2 separate regions of the Rattus norvegicus genome follow, and region 1 is linked to region 2. Evidence: chromatin contacts called from public Hi-C data. All regions are on one chromosome and are shown on one strand. Each heading gives the region's core, a stretch centred on a gene start, on an enhancer-like site or on the middle of the called end of the contact. The rest is flanking DNA. Distances are from core to core; before and after follow the strand shown.

Region 1 (3,304 bases), core at 354-2,853, 150 kb after region 2:
GTAATAAAATTATTTTAGAAATCATTTTTAAAAACAGACAAAAACTAAGATAAGGCTGCAATAGAGCATGCATGGATTCATTTTCTTATATGTATTACATTTGTTTTCTCTTTGGCATTTTTGAGAAATAGTCTCAGGTAGCCCAGGCTAACCTCAGACGCTACTTATAGCTAAAACTGACCTTTAGCTTCTGATCCTCCTACATTTACTTCCTAGGTACTGGGATTGCAGATGTGGGCCACAACATCTGATTTATGCTGCTCTGGGGATCAACTCAGAGCTTCCAGCATGCTGGGTGTCTTAATCAGGGTTCCTATCCCTGCACAAACATCATGACCAGGAAGCAAGCTGGGGAGGAAAGGGTTTATTCAGCTTACACTTCCACATTGCTGTTCATCACCAAAGGAAGTCAGGACAGGAACTCAAGCAGGTCAGGAAGCAGGAGCTGATGCAGAGGCCATGGAGGGATGTTACTTCCTGGCTTGCTTCCTCTGGCTTGCTCAGATTGCTTTCTTATAGAACCCAAGACTAGGAGCCCGGGGATGGCACTAGCCACAATGGTCGTCCTGGGTCCTTTCCCGTTGATCACTAATTGAGAAAAACCTTACAACTGGATCTCATGGAGGCATTTCCTCAAGGGAGGCTCCTTTCTCTGTGTTAACTCCAGCTCGTGTCAAGTTGACACACAGAACCAGCCAGTACACTGGGCAAGCACTCTGCCAACTGAGCTACATCCCCAGCTGAGTGTGTTAGTTACTGATCTGTTGCTTCACCACACTCATGCTGGGTGAGGACTCAACCACTGAACTGCCTTAGCTCACCTCAGGGCATAAAAGCATTGATTAAATTCCAGGGGATTTATTAGAAGCTTGGTTTCCAATAAATCTGCTAGTCTCTTGGGTATTTCACAACCTAACAGGACAAAAACTATCATTCCAGGTCAGTCACTAATAATGAACCAGAAGGAAGAACAGGATGACCTCACGTGGCCAAGAACAAGACCTTTGGCATTGGAGCACACCAGGCTTAAAGCCGGTTCCGCTACCTTCTATCTGCAACCTGGAGCAGGATCCCTAAACTTTCTGTCCATGAGCTCTTCTGATTTAGAAAGATGGCAATGGCCATCTGCTTCAAGTAGAGGCTGACTCAAAGGCAGCTGCAGCCACTTAGAACTAATAAAAGGTCAGGTACTCTTCAGGGCATCCTTACTATTTGTCTAGATTTAAATAAAGGCTACCTATTGTTTCTAGCCTTGGTACAGCTTCTTCACCTGTTATATCAACATTCTATAATGTGTATTTGATGGAATAGTAAGTATTGTCTAAAATGTATGCTCACATTTAAATAAAGAAATATAAATAAATAAATAAATAAAATAATGACTTAGGGTCGTGTTGCTAGCCAGAATATAAACTAACTGCCCTTGGCAGCCACAGAGCCAAGTCTTTGCTCAGGTGATTTCCAGACTTCCTATTTAGGCAAGGCCCCGATGTCGAAGACATAACTTTTTATAATCCTTCTCTGAGGACACAGCTGGGGTGATGGAGCTATAAACAGACTCCATTCCTTGCCACAGAAACTCGTTTCTCAGGACGAGAGCCCAGTCAGCGGGAACTCACTTGTAAAAAAGCCGTGGAACTTCACCCTCCTTGTGGCCCCAGCAGCTCTTGGGCTGTGTACCTCCTCTACGGTTACATTCCAGATCCCAAGATCCATGGAGCTATCTCTGTTTATGGGCACTTGATTTGTGACTGTAGAATAGCCGACACTTCAAATAAGGGATGGGGGAGAGGGGCCTTTACAAGATTAAAAACGAAATGAAGTTGGTAAGCATTTAATATCCTTACTAAAGTGACTCTCTGGGCTTTTAATGTCACGTGTTCTAAGTGGGGAAAGCATGTTTGAGAATAAGAAGATTAGCTGAGAACTGAACTCCAACGCAGGTATTTTTAGGAATCTTGGGTAGTATTTTAATGTCAGCTTAAGAAACAAAGTTATTTGTTTCTCTCCGTTGCTAGGCAACATGTTGGATCTGATTCGGTTTCCGGACATTTTTTTTAAAACAGTGCTGTGATTATAACAATAAAACAGTACCATCCTTTTCTCAACTCGACATAAGAACATTTAAGAATGGTTGGCTTTGATGATAGTCACTGTTACTTAACAGGTTTTTCTTTCCATTGTTTTCTGCCTTCTTATTTCAGAATCCTGGACTGACGTAATGTAGTCTCAAAACAATAACTTACACTTAATGGTGCATTAGGCTCGATGTCTATTTTAGGGTACATGACCACACAAATTCAAGTACTTTACTTTGCAGTCTTTCCTTAGAGCTTCTCTACGCCATGATCTTTGTGTTCAGGAACCAGTGACACAGTAATGAGTTTTCTAAGAAAGTCCTGAGAAGCAAGAGACTTTACACAGTTAAAATGTATTCCATTGAAACCTCTCTCTCTCTCTCTCTCTCTCTCTCTCTCTCTGTGTGTGTGTGTGTGTGAGAGAGAGAGAGAGAGAGAGAGAGAGAGAGAGAGAGAGAGGAGAAGAGGAAAGAATCTACATTACAGAAAGCAGTTTTAACAAAACTAATCTAGACACCAAACATGGCTTTAAGAAGAGGAGTGTCCTAAGACTGGGGGCTAGAAAATATTCTGACTAAGAAAACTGGGCCCTGAAAGAATATAGACTTTAAAAGAAAAGTCTCTGGTTTGAGAAGGGTATGTACAACAGGGATTCTTAAAATTTTTCTTGGTAGAGCCTTAGCTGCATGTGAATAGGCTTCTTGAAGAGATTTGCAACTCTTCAACCTTTTATGTCAGTGCAAGGGAAAGCAAAAGGTAACCACAAAAGACAACATTGGTAAAGACAGATGGACAGACAGACAGACATTCACATGAGGGGGAGAGAGAGGGTGAGAGAGAGAGAGAGAGAGAGGGGGAGAGAGAGACAGAGACAGAGAGACAGAGAGACAGAGGGGGAGACAGAGACAGAGAGACAGAGAGAGAGCAAGAGAGAGAGGCCTTCTCTGTAAAGTGTTTTTCTAAATCTATCCTCAGCAACCACATTCTGAATTCGAACTCTCCTGGGCAATTTGTCATGGTGCTTGTCACCAGCTCATTTTCGGGTGCTCTGCCAATCCCCTCTTCTCTGAGAGATGCTTCTTCCAAACCTTAGCTTTTTATGAGACAAGTCATTCCTCCTTGGCAGAAAGCTAATTGGCTCAGAGGTAGACATCTGACTCTCATGCTGGTCCTATCTGAAATTCTCCCTGAAGAGTTTGAATAGTCACGGCACCAATATTCCCCAA
Region 2 (3,350 bases), core at 759-3,258:
CTGTCTTTTCCTAGACTAGGGAAGACTTTTAGGTAGTCCACTAAGGTCTAAGACATATACTGTTCCAAAAAAAAAATACTCAGCAAGTAACAGTGTATGCATAAAGCACTGAAGATAATTGCCACACATGTGCCAACATAAATCGCACTAATAACAACACTGCTGTATGTCCAGATTAAAAAGGAAGAGTCTACAATATTATAACAAAAACAATTGTTAAAGCCTGAGGCTTCATGGCCAATTCTTAAGCTGAAATAGGGAATCTCTATAACATACCTCACTCACTAAGACTCATCAGCCATCTGGTCAACCTCAGAAAATGTAGAAACCAGGTTAGAGGAAAATTTTCCCATTATTTAAACCATTTTCTATCCCACCTGAACTCCCTTTCTCTTCAATACCTGGTGTATTAGGTTCACTTCAAATTATTGCTGAACAAAGGAAGTGTCCTAGGATACCCCTATTCACATTGACCCCAGGAATGCCAATTCTAGGTGCTGCAGTTATTCACTAACCTAGCCTAAACATTTAGACTTACCTTAGGGAGCCCTCCCTGGACCAGTGAGATCCAGCCTTCTACACACAGGACCCAATTCTTTGCCTTCTGCTCCCAAAGCTTCCTGGGTACTTTCTTGTTCGACTTTCTGCATGTGAATATTCTTTAATCAGCCTTCAATGATGTGACTTTTGCAATCTATTTTGGTCTTCCAAATAAATATATTCTAGTTTCAAAATTAATTTCCTAAAAAGTAGATTGATGCTGAATGTTTCCCTAAGGAAAGGCTGGAGAGATTAAAGAAAAAGAAAAGAAATCTAACCTCATGAAACTTAACCAATGTCCTAGGTGTTAGACCTTACTTGGTCAATCCATTCAGAGACTGGATTCTCTACATTTAATTCAGAGACATGCTTGCTAACCATGAAAATAAACATGAAATTAAAGTCACTGTGAGAAAAAAAAGATTATTCAACTGGGATTCACAAAATCTGGATCATGTTTAGAAGCTAATAGTTATGGGACATGGGACCTTGAACTTGTCACTCCATGTCTATTTTTCCCATCAGAAAACTGGAATGAAACTCTTCCTCTTTGAAATGTTCTATTAATCTGACTGTGTGTATATTAAATGAAAGCTCATTAATCAACACACCTGAAAGGATGCATTGTTCTTCTGTCACATTGCCAAAATAATGGGGTAGACTTTTCCCCTGAAATACAAAAACACCAGACTGGAAAAGCCAACTTATAAAAATCTTTTGAAGATTAAAAAGACCAGAACAATTAGAGCAATGCTGTGGGAAAGCTTCACTCAAAATAAAACACTGACCAGCCTGTGGAGGATCGATTGTTTATGATCCTGTTCTCTAGAGACTGAAATTCTTGGATACACCAGATGGTCTTATTTATACAGCAAAAGTTCAGCTCTAGTGAGGTGCTGCTTGCAAATTCACACGCAAATAAAGGAAAATGTATTTATACACGAATTCATATCCTTGCCTGGAAGACTGATTTCCTTTGTTTCTGAGGGACCTTTCTACAAAGTTTGCATGTGTAATATTTTAGGAGGCCAGCCTCTTTTAAAAGGAACATCATCTTCTTAATGCTGCTAAGTAATCTACGGGAACTAAAATTGAACCCAAGAAAGTTTCAGGCATTTCTGCATCCCCTCTACTTAGTGCATGACAAATCATGCTTTATTTGCTCTTTAATGTCCCTGTACAATCCTATCTCCTCAAATAACATTATTGAAAATGAAAAAGAAGCCCCAACCCCCTCCCCAGTTGAATATTTCAAGCTGCATCCTGTATCAAGTCTTGGCATGAAGTCAACCTCTTTAGCCCGATTTAGAGCACATGGCAGTGATCCAATTCATTGTGGCTGTTTGTGGACCCCAGATCACATTTCAGAAAGAAAGGGTGGTGATCTGCTGACCTTCTCAGGACAGTGGCCGACAGACAGCTCTTCTCATGCCTGACACCCGATCCTTCTACTAACATTAGCTCTAATCAAAGATGGTGCCAAGATCGCATCAAGTGCCAGCCCACAAACCTATCCTCCTCCAAGAGGTGTGGGGCTTCCTGTCACCCGCTGAGTTTCAGTGTTGGAATGCCTTTCCCTTTCAGATCCAAGGAAGCTGGATCTGAAACAGAAGATAAAGCTCAAGGCCATTCTCGGTTGAGTTTTCCCGTTATTAATAGTGCATGCCTGCCTACTGTCATTGCCCTCATATCCACTGATGTTCAGTGAGATCCATAGCAAAGACATAGAGCATTCTAAAATCAACAATCCTAGAACACTTTTTTTTTACATCCTGACCTCAATTTCCCCTTCCTTTCCTCCTCCCACTCCTCCTCCATTTGTCTTCAGAAAAGGACAGGCCTCCTATAGACAGCAACCAGCCATGGTATATCAAGTTGCAGTAAGACTAGGTACCTCCTCTCCTATTAAGGCTAGAAGAGACAACCCAGGAGCAGAAAGGGTCCCATAGGCAGAAAATAGTCAAGATAGCCCTTGCTCCCACTGTTAGGAGTCCCACAAGACCAAGCTACACAACTGTAACATATGATCTGAGGGTATAGGTCAGTCCCATGCAGGCTCCCCAATTGTCGGTTCAGTCTCTGTGAGTCCCTATGGGCCCAGATTAGTTGATTCTGCGAGTTTTCTTGCAGTGTCCCTGTCCCCTCTGGCTCCTACAATCCTTCCTCCCCATCTTCCTCAGGATTCCCCAAGCTCTACCTAATGTGTGGTTGTTGCTCTCTGCCATCTGTTTCCTTCCGTTGCTGGGTGAGGGCAGTCTGATAACAGTTAGGCTAAACACCAATCTGTGTTGAGAGAGAGAAAGAGACAGACAGACAGACAGACAGACAGACAGACAGACACAGAGACAGAGAGACAGAGAGACAGAGAGACAGAGAGAGACAGAGACAGAGACAGACAGAGACAGAGACAGAGACACAGACAGACAGACAGACAGACAGACAGACAGACAGACAGAGGCAGAGGGAGGCAGCAGAAGGCATAGGGAGGCATATGGAAGGAGAGCTGGAGGGAGGGAGGGAAATGAAATGACTCCTAATGATACTCTTCTAAAACAATTCTATCCTATGAGATTCCCTCAGTCACGGGGCCACTCTTTCCTGTCAGTCTCTCATCAATCACCCTTTGTTAAAATTGTGATTTAAGTTTTCACTGGGCTCAAATTATCCTCTGCTTTGCTCCTACTAAATATTCAAGAACAGAATGGCTGACACCCACGAGGTCTAAAGAAGGCAACTTTTACCTTTTCACTTGCCTATGCAGTCTCTAAATCAGGAAGTTGTTCTTAATCTTAAAGGGCCTTTAGCTAAAA

What was found. A called contact is a pair of places that touch in the nucleus more often than the background predicts.
Region 1: a contact with region 2 is called in a Hi-C map of mammary epithelial cells, with 1.7 times the contacts expected there. The contact joins two enhancer-like sites. A contact is called at or near these places in 6 of 12 Hi-C or Micro-C datasets (the A7r5 cell line, kidney, liver and 2 more).

What each region holds. Positions count from the first base shown.
Region 1 is chr7:45,281,733-45,285,036 of GRCr8, forward strand. No RefSeq gene overlaps it. Among named protein-coding and RNA genes, the nearest start is that of Ppp1r12a, 86 kb to the right of the region's middle. Within about 2 kb of position 1,604, at least 6 of the 93 cell types and tissues checked have an H3K27ac peak or open chromatin away from gene starts, as enhancers often do.
Region 2 is chr7:45,128,008-45,131,357 of GRCr8, forward strand. No RefSeq gene overlaps it. Among named protein-coding and RNA genes, the nearest start is that of Otogl, 32 kb to the left of the region's middle. Within about 2 kb of position 2,009, at least 17 of the 93 cell types and tissues checked have an H3K27ac peak or open chromatin away from gene starts, as enhancers often do.